Regions from separate parts of the Gossypium hirsutum genome. Here region 2 is linked to region 1. Evidence: chromatin contacts called from public Hi-C data. All regions are on one chromosome and are shown on one strand. The core of a region is the stretch at or near the end of the contact, and the rest is flanking DNA. Distances in the headings are between cores, read along the strand shown.

Region 1 (5,369 bases), core at 824-3,323:
GAGTACCGCATCTGTTATTCCTAGCTTGTTTTGGGGCTCTTTTTTCTCTTTGCTTGACATGCTCTGGATGTTTAAATGAAAAATAGGGTTGTGTTTACTTATTATCACAACGGTGTGTATGTATTAATTTATCTGTGTTGATGTCTCTGTACATCCGTTTGACCATGGTTAGAAGCATTTAGTCTTTCATTCATAAAACGTTTTATTTTTTGTTGCAAAAATTTATGATGATTTGAAATGATTTTGTGAATATATTCAACTTCCAGAGTGTGGTAATGACATGGAACACATCTTATCAAATTCTATTTTACCTTCATTTTCGGAACCTTTCTGTTTTTAAATTTTAAATTTTATTATGATTTATTAGCTATTGATGTTTTCATGATATAGTTTAGGTTTATTTTCAGAAACCAGTGCTCTTAGAAGAAGCAAATTGAGAGCTTGATTAGTGTTGGAAATGTGGCCAATGCCAGAGTATCATGATTCATGGCTTCTAGACATACCAAAGCGAACTCCCCTAAGCTTTTCCTGCACCAGATAATGAATTCTTTTACCGGGTCAAGTTGACTTGCCCTAACAGTCTATGAAAGCATTGCCTACTAATTATGAGCAATAAGCACAAATGCTATCATGGGTGGAGCAGTAGACGCACCACCATAACCCTGATAATTACCACCGCAGAAAATATAACTAGACTTGTTTTAGGTAGGTTAGGCTCTAAAGGATGCATTAGTTGCCAGCATTCCATTTTTCCTTTTCAAACTTCCTTTTATGGTGAGATGGCTATTAGAAATGTTCTTTTAATGACTTGGCAGGTGAGACTTGATCTAGTAATCACTTCTTTTTGTGGAACATATTAATTTAAGTTACCTACAATGTGGTGAAATATGAACTCCATTGATGAACCTTGATTCTTATTTTGACATAAAAGGGTGCTGAGATTTTGAATATTTTCTGTTTGATCGGGGTTTTTACCGACTAGTAATTAGCTCTTTGTGTCTGAGACCTGGTAATAAAGACCTGTGCATTTTGTTTTAGTTTAAGCAGAAGTGATCGATATTCTTTGTTGCTTCGTTTAACTGAGTGGTAGAAGCCATTTAAGTGATGTCAAACACGACAAAGTCATGGATGTTCACAAAGGGCATGGATTCGGTTCAAGAGTACTCATCTTTCTGTCAGCTGATTCTCGTAAAGGAGCATCATGTATTGTGTAGTGACATTGTTGCAGTATATTTCATATATGCGTGTATATGTATATACTTGAATTTAAGATAATTCTAGCTAAAAGAGTGATATGCTTTACTAGTTTACTTCATCTATACTTTCCAAAACAGGCTTCCACTTCCACCCTCCGCTGTTACCAATAGCATCCGATTTGTGTATCTGAGACACCATATCCTGAACTGTAACTCCTTGTTTTTGAATCAGCTCCTGCAATTCTTGCTTAGTGATTATCAACTTAATTCTTACGACACCAGGGCTTCCTTTATCATCATCATTCACTTCTGGATTCAAAAACCGTACCTTCTTTTCCTTGCACTTATTGATTGCTGTTGATGGAAGAGGTACAAGGTAATATAGGTGGCCGGGGAGCATGTTAGCATCAGGCTGAAAATGGTGGAAGCCAGAGAATGTATCAGAGATAGCATGAGCAAGGAAGTCTGATAAAACTTGTTCAACTTTGATGGGTGGTTGATATTCAAGGATTTTTCCATCAGTTTTCATAACTCTGATTAGCTTCTGTTGTTGAGCTAAGCAATTCCCCATGGCTTTGTTTTGTTTTGCAGTTGCTTGCAATAGAAAACAGACTTTTATCATGAAAGGTTGAGTTACTGAATCGAGGATGTTTGAAGTGTTAATTTGTTGGTATTTAAACAAAGTGATTATGGCAATGCCCTTATAACATTCAAATATTACATTAATGCCTGCCCTTTCTTTGGACCCCATTGATGGATTAAGAAGACGACTGGGGGCTTGACTTTTGGTATTCAAATCATATTGAATCCCGATTAAATATAAAGTTGAAGTTAAACTCTTTTAAAGAGGAGTAAACTCTTTTAACATTATTTTTTCTTTCGAACTTAAAACCATACAAAAATACTATTAAATTACTTTATCTTAGTAAATCATTTCATTTCGAGAGTTGACAAAAAAATTATTTTGAGTTAATGGAGCAGACTCAGAGTTATAGGCTGGATTTGAATGAATTGAAGTAGGTTATTTTGGTTTTTGTTCTTTGCAAAATTAAATTTGAGTGGGTTGGAAGTGTTTGAAATGTGGTTATGGATTGGGTCTTTTTTGGCAACAACTATGAGGTAGGAGAAAACAAAGCAATATATATATGTAGAGATAGGTAAACAAGTTGCAATTTGGCTCTTCATGTTTGGAAAAAGTATTTATTTAAAAATATCTTATTTCTTGTAGCATAACACAATTAAAATATTTTATTAAAAACATTTCTTATTTACAAATTCTAATAGTCTCAAGATAAATATAAGATAGTATTTCGTGTTGTTCTATTATAATTCTAATGAAATGCAATTTTTTAAAATGTAATTGTCTTACTGTACAACATTTAGTATATACTGAAATGTATTGATTAAAATTTGGGAAAAGTTATTTTTTTTTCTAAAGGGAAGTTACATTATTACAACGAAATGTATTGATTAAAATTCTAGAAAAGTTACATTATCACATTTGGTTCATTAAATATTTTTAAGTGAATGTAATGATACTTTACAAAATTGCCCTTGTTAAATAAAAAATAATTTCATGTATTTAATATTTACAATAAATTTTATTATTAATAAACTAATATTTTAATTGATATTTTTTAAAATTATCATTTTAATTGATTTTTTTTTTTGTTTCTCGTACCATATACAAAGCTTATTTTTTATCAGTTGTTTTGCTTATACTTTGGACGTTGCTAATGCTGTGACGGAGGCTGAGGGAGCAAACTGAGAGCTGAGCCAACAACATTGGCATATTTAACTGTCGTGGGATGTTTTTGTAGGTTTTAGCTACAATTATATTGAAATTTTCTTTTGACAGGAGAGTGAAAACAATATTCTATATATATATATATATGATTAAATATGCATATTAAAAATAAAATTAGAAAAAAATAATTTTGTTTTAGAAAATTTGTAATACTCCAAACCCAACCTAGAAGTTTAAGTTGAATTTGGACAGAGTTACACCAACGTAGTAAAAATGTACTTCTTTTCATAGTTTTAACTTTGAAAATCAAAAATTCATTTTAGTTGGTTTAGATGATTTTATAGTTTTGTTTTAGACTTGACAGATACTAACGAGATTATAAAAAGAAAAATAAGACAAGTTCAAAACAGATTACAAATCCAAAGGATTAAATTGTAGTTATCTTAGTGCAAAACAGTACGAGCTCCCGCAAGCCGTTCGATTTTAAATCAGATGCCTTCCTGACAAATAAAAGTAAGACAAAAGGGTGAGTCACCAAGCACCGCGTGTAACCAAACTCAAATACAAATAAACAGAATGTGATATATAAATCATAGTAACACAAAAATTTGATAACAGTTGTATAACCAGTACCAAACAGATCTAGAGTATCACAAAGGTTCCAACTGAAGTAGTACAGCAGAACAAGGGAAAACAGAACAGAGCAGAACAACGCAATTCAAACAGAACAGAATTGAATAGAGCAAAACAGAACAGGATGGAACAGAGTAGAACAATACTGAACTGAACAGAACGAAACAGAGCAGAGCAGAACAGAGCAGAACGAAGCATGTATGTTTATGCAGATGCAGTATTTTTCAACAGACCAGAATGCAGATTTATCAGAAACAATCTTCCCAAACTCTGCTACACACAAGAATAGAGTTCTCCCCCAAACTCATCCATCCAAACACACCAATAAAGTTATCTCAGGTTTTTCAGCAACAATGACCCGCTACCTTGAGTTGCCGGTAACAATGGCTGATCAATATGTAGTTAAATTGTGAATTAAATATATGTGGTCAAGCCACATAGTGCAGTCAAATTTCCAGAACAGAAGTGTGGATAAACCACCAGAAAATGCAGATCATTAAATTGCCAGAAACTTCCTCCTTTTATTTCAACCCAAGTCCCATGCAATGTGTCATGGCATGCTTATGCAGAATCATAGTAATGAACATGTAAGTCATGCTATCTCTCAATAATAGAATCAGTAAATATGGGAGTCCATGTTTTGTAAAACAGACTTATCAAACCTCAACGGACCATATCAGCTTTTCCATGAAGTTACATGCATGGTTATAAATTAGAATCAGTAACAATCAGTCTAGCATGTTTAGATATCACTTATTCTTCATCAACAGAGCAATGCAGAAGCGTACCAACAAACTTAACAGAATACATATTGTACCTGATAATTCGCACACATAGACAATAGCATATTATGTTCTGAAGGATCCTACTAACTTAGGTTCAAACATAACAGATATACGTATAGATCACAAGTTGTTCATCATTAGTCTAACATGTTTAAATATTGCATATATCATCCATATATCAGTCTTAGAGCATCAAATAGTCATCTTACGATCAAATTTAGATCATAAATACATTGTGGAGGTCAGTGCTCGTCTTGGGCAACACTCACGGCATCAAAAATAAGATTCAAATCCTATTCATATGCCACACGACCTAGACACATGCCCATGTCCTTACTCATGTGGCTCACATAGCCTGGGCACACGCCCATGTCCCTGGTCATGTGGCGTTGACAGTCCTATTTTTCAATGACTGTGTAACACCCCATACCCGTAACCCACACCGGAGCGGAGTACGAGGCATTACTTAACTTGATCTCATGCACAAAAACATTCACAAGTCACCCAGACTCGGTCCAATTTAAAACTTTTTCAATTTCTACTTTAAACCTCTTGTTATGAGCCTACGAGCCCCAATCGACCATTGAAAACTGTTCGGGATGAACTTGGGTCCTTAAACTATCTATATAAAATTTAACTTTGAAACAAGGCACACGCCCGTATAGAAGGTAACACTCTTGTGTGGCCATTTTGACATGGCCGTGTGATGACCCGTGTGGCTCACACGGCCTAAGAAATATAGGGACACACCCGTGTCCTCCATTCGTGTGGAATATGTTCTAAATGCACGCCTACAGGGGTTTTCACATGGCCTGGCACACGTTTGTGTCCTTCACACGGCCATTACATGCCTGTGTCTTAGCTCGTGTACAAAAACATGGACATTCTCTTTCTGACGTTAGCATCCCCAAAATGTCACACGGCCAAGGCACACGCCTGTGTGCTGGGCCGTTCCCATCATATGGCTAAGACACACGGCCGTGTCTCTGCCCGTGTGTTTACTACCAT
Region 2 (5,039 bases), core at 1,069-3,568, 680 kb after region 1:
TCAGCACATGCATGATTAGAGTACTCAATGAAAACAAATCCACGGTTTCGGCCGGGGTTCATTGGATCCTGCCACGTCAAGCACATGCCATCAAAAACTAATACAGGCTGGCACATAAGTAATGGAATATTAAACTGAATCAGTCTCATAAACTGGGATACGACAGACAATATATGCACAAACCTTCAACAATTCAATACAACCGACTCCAGGCCCAACATCATTTACAACCCTCCTCATAACTTCCTCCCCCCAGTTTCTGGGAACATTACCAATGAACAACTTATTCTTTGCTTGAGAAGTTGAACATTTTATCTTCTTCCCCTGAAGAAGACAAAAAGGAGAAAACAAGAAAACAGATATATGTTACAAAGGAGAAAATATAAGTGAAAAAGAAATGATGCCACAATTCATCAATGTATATATTCATAGGAAGCAAAAAGGGAGAGGAATACTAACACAAATAAATAACAGCATATATTATTATGTTAAGCCCTGCTAGAATCTGTTAACACAAAAAGCTGTGCATTCTTCCTCACCTTGAATTCAGAATAATTCAGTCTTTCAATAGCTTTGGATGCTAACTCTTTGGATCTGAACGTCACAAAAGCATAACCATTGCCCTCACCTAAATCCTTCCCCTTCATTATCCTAACCTGCAGTCATTATATTTACGCATCTAGTCAGTCAAAATAAGCATACAGGCAGCGCATTGATATTAGCAATGTACCTCTATGACTTCTCCTATAGATTCACAAAATCTCTTCAAGTCCTCTTTAGAAGTGTCATGAGGAATGCCACCAATGTAGACCTCTGATCCATGAGGAGGAAGTGCAAGAAGTTCTGCATGTTTCTTTTTCTTTTCTTCCTCTGTCTCAGAATCATTCAACTCCTCATCACCATCAGAGCCTTTTTGAACATCAACAAGCTCAGCATTCTCATTCTCATCCTCATCTTCCACCTCTTCTTCAACCTCTTCCTCAACTTCCACTTCCTCCTCTTCCTCTATTTCTTCATATTCAACCTCTTCCCCTATAGTCTCCTCTTGCTCATTGTCCCCTTCAAGGTCTACCTGCTCTTCATTCTCTTCCCTTGTCCTTGACATTTTATGTATCTAATAAAGCAAGCTTGCAAGACAACTGTGAAGGAAGCACAGAAGCCAGAAGCATTGACAAAAGAAAAGAGTACAAATGTGGAAAGTAGGAAAAAAATGAGAGGCCAATGGAGTTGCAAAATAAGACTTTTGACTGAATTTTTTCCATGAGGATATATGGCTTCAAAGGAGTCGCAGCTAGAGTGGTTCTCAGAAAAGAGAGTTCCAGAATAGTAAAAACAAAGAAAAAAAAGCAATAGACACAGGCAAAGAGAGTTGTGAGTGATAATCAAGAGGATTCTGATGTCAACAAAGTATTCTTGAAACTAGATAAAAGATACAGACAATTGCCCAAGAAAACGGCCAGTTTCATCGATTACTTATATATCTGGGAAATTCATTCACCAAAAGGGGAAAAAGGGAAGAAAAACAAAAAGGCAGAAAATAAGTAATGAGAAATTGAACCTAAAGGCATAAAATATAGAAATAGAAGGAATACAATAAGAGATTCCAGCAAAAGAGAAAAACAGATTTGCAAAGAAATATTTCTTATTATAACGCAGCAATGGCCAAAGCAAATGGAGAAAAAGGTTTAATAATTAATTTAACAATTTGCTAGCAGCCCGTCTTTCAAATTTTCGATCCATATTATGTGTATATTATATATATGAAAAAGATATAAAGGGCTCAGTTTTCCTTACTTCTTTTATTTTTGAACTTACCTCGCTAATTCGCTAACAATTTATGAAACTCCAAACATCAAAGATAGAAAATACAATTTTCTTTTTCTTTTTTTTTTCAAATTTCACTATATTTATATCTTAGCGTTTAGCAATAACTTCAACAATTTAATAAACAGGAAAAAGAAAAGCATACAAGCATTTCGAATTCAATATATCCTGAAACGTCGATTGATTAGGAAATATATATATATTAAACATTCAGCACTAAAAGCAAAGAAGATATTGGTGATTATGTATACAAAAATTTCGGGGGGAAAAGAAGAAGAAAAGAGTGCTTACCGAGCTCGAAATATTGAAGAATGAGAGGAAAACCCTAATAAGGGATTTTGTTACGGAAAACCCTAATTTGTGAGATTAAAAGAGGAGCTTTTAATTTCGCAGGGGCTTCAGAATCGGTGTTGTACCCTACAGATAGCAATAGAATGAATGGTGTTTTGTTTATTATTATGTTTTATATATGGGGATTGAGGAGGGGCTACTAACGGCCAGCTTAAGATAATTGAGAAATTTAAACGATTTTGGAAAAAAAATATTAAATTTAAAAATTAAATTAAAACTAAAAATTTTGGTTTAAAATATAAATTTAATAATTAATATTTTGAAGTTCAAATTTATATATAATTTTTAAGTTCATAATATATTTTCATTTCATATAATTAATGTAAGTATTTATTATTAAAAAAACTAATAATTAAAACAGAATGTTAAATAATAATTTAAAAGAACTTTCCATTACCTAAACCATAATTTAATTAATTATACAATATTAAAAAACTATATCTTTATTTAGAAAATTGCAATGTTATAAATCCCGTACTTTCAATTTTTCTATCTTCATTTTTTATCTCTCTAAATAAATTAATTATATTATTAATGTATTAAATAATATTATTATTTGTAGCGAAGAAAATAAATGTTAATATTTAGTACATAATATATTTTTTTTATTTTACAAGTAATTTTAAAAAATTATTGTATGTCTCTTTTTTAATACTTTATTATACCACTATAAGACATTTGTCAATCTTCTCTTTTTTTTAATATTTTTTAATATTTTATTATACTGTATAAGACTTTGTCAACTTTCTAACTTTACTCGTGGAGTCTAAAAACTTACATCAAATATTTTCTTTTTTCAAAATTAGTTTTAATATGATAATAAAATATTAATATATGAAAATTTTAAGTTTTAATAAAGGTAGTAGAATTGATATTATAGTTTAATTTATTTTGTATATATAATAATGATTTAAAATGATGAAATTAAGCATTAAGTATTAATTTTAACGTCAAAATATAATTTCTATTTTTTTGGTACATTTATAATATAATTACTATATTTATATTAGTTTTGCAATGGTAGGATTGAAGTAAGATGTATGATTTTATAATATTGTAGATTCACTGATAAAACCCAAGAAGAGAGGGGTGGGGATGGTGTAATCTAATGCAAAAACTAAAGATTGAACTGCAACACAAGCAGAGGAGGAATGCTTGATGGATTGGTGAATTCTTTTAAATGGTGCAATTGAGGGGAAATCTAGGATCGGAGGAAATTATTTTCAGAGCTGAGGACTAATGTATTTTCTCTTCTTCCCTAAAATTAATATATATATATTATTAATTTATAAATATTACTTATTCTTCTTAAATGAATAAATACAAAAAAGAATTATTCAAATGATTTTATCTATTATTAATAATTACTTATTGTTAGTACGTTGAATCTAGCTCCAACTTCATTGTATTGTTTAAATCATAAAAAAACTCTATTATATGAAAATGTAGAATAGAATTTTTTTTTTAATGTAAATTTAATAATATAATGAATGAAAAGAAGTATTCTTTAATTTTTTAATATTCGTGTTTTTATATATATTATTATTTTTCATTTATTTTATATATATAATTTATATTTTATGAAAAATCAATATAATATGTTAATGTTAAAAAATGTTTTAATATTTAAATTTTAATAATACGAAAAATACAGTAAGGTAAATATAATTAATAAATATTAAATTAAAAATAATTATATTTTAAAAATAAAATAATATAGATAAGCCTAAATGAGTTTAAGTTAGTTATTGAAGTACTTGAACAAAATTTAAAGTTCAAATTTTGAATCGGACCAAATTTAAATAATTATATATGATATTGATACTTCGCATAAATCCGATCTATTCCACTTAATCTATCAACACTTCTAAAAGAAGCCCTCATATGTTTTAATTTTAATACAGATAAATTTCAAAACTATAAATGAATCATAGTCTAATATGCAATTTATTGCATGAATTTTGATTTTGTGTAAATTTATACATTAATTTCTTATTTGATCTAATTATCACAAATTATTAATACAGTTAGTGATATAACATCATTCTTTATTTATATATTGCATATTCATATAATTACATTTATCCATTACTAAAATAAATTTATTTTTTTAATGTGTATAATTGAAATTTTATTTTTAAATGTATATAATTGAATTAAAATTTAATTTTTATATATACATTTAAAACAAAATAAAAAAATTTATATACTAATTTATATATTAAATTAAATCAAAATTTAAATCTTATATATATATATTTGAGATTTATTCCACATTGGAGTTCTAAGTTTATAAATAGCAAACAGTTGTATTTGTCAGCAATATTTAAGGATTATTATACATGTCCGTCGGTGATCTGTGTATCATTTTGCAGCATTATTTGTTTGTTTTTCATAATATTTTTTATTATTCTTTTCATAAATAACTACAAATCAAATAGATAATATTTATATTATAATTAAAATATTTTTAAATTTATAATTAATTATAATATTATTTATCTGTAATAAATATTTTTGAAATTTTAGTTTTTCCTTTTATATAAATAAATAACAATTTATAGTGCAATTTAAAGTAATAATTTATAGAATATTAAATTAATCTATAGTTTATATTTCAATAATATTTTTCCTTTCTTCCCTACTATTGTTCTTTATTTTTTGTGTCAACTTTTTCCTTTAAATTAAAAGCAAAAAAAAAGTTTTATTGCCTCATAAAAATACTTTGGATATATTTTTATTTTTGCTCTTATATTTATTATCTTTTATTTGTTTATAAATAAATATAAAAGGTATCAGCATGTCGGGATTTCCTAAAATAAACGAAAGTTAAGTAAATTAAAGGAAATGATTATTTTTCCCCT

The links. Hi-C and Micro-C count contacts between places; a contact is called where the count stands out from the background.
Region 2: a Hi-C map of seedling shows a contact between it and region 1, with 4 times the contacts expected there. The contact joins the promoter of LOC107948424 here to the promoter of LOC107948387 in region 1. A contact is called at or near these places in 8 of 34 Hi-C or Micro-C datasets (callus, fibers, leaf and 2 more).

Annotation. Positions count from the first base shown.
Region 1 is chrA04:51,094,196-51,099,564 of Gossypium_hirsutum_v2.1, forward strand. LOC107948387 reads right to left here and starts at 2,074. Exons shown (of 1, transcript XM_016882920.2): 1 at 1,093-2,074. The coding sequence starts at 1,947. The coding sequence ends at 1,303.
Region 2 is chrA04:51,775,185-51,780,223 of Gossypium_hirsutum_v2.1, forward strand. LOC107948424 (heterogeneous nuclear ribonucleoprotein Q) reads right to left here and starts at 2,319. Exons shown (of 9, transcript XM_016882964.2): 1 at 2,116-2,319; 2 at 731-1,481; 3 at 540-656; 4 at 184-324; 5 at 1-68. The coding sequence starts at 1,105.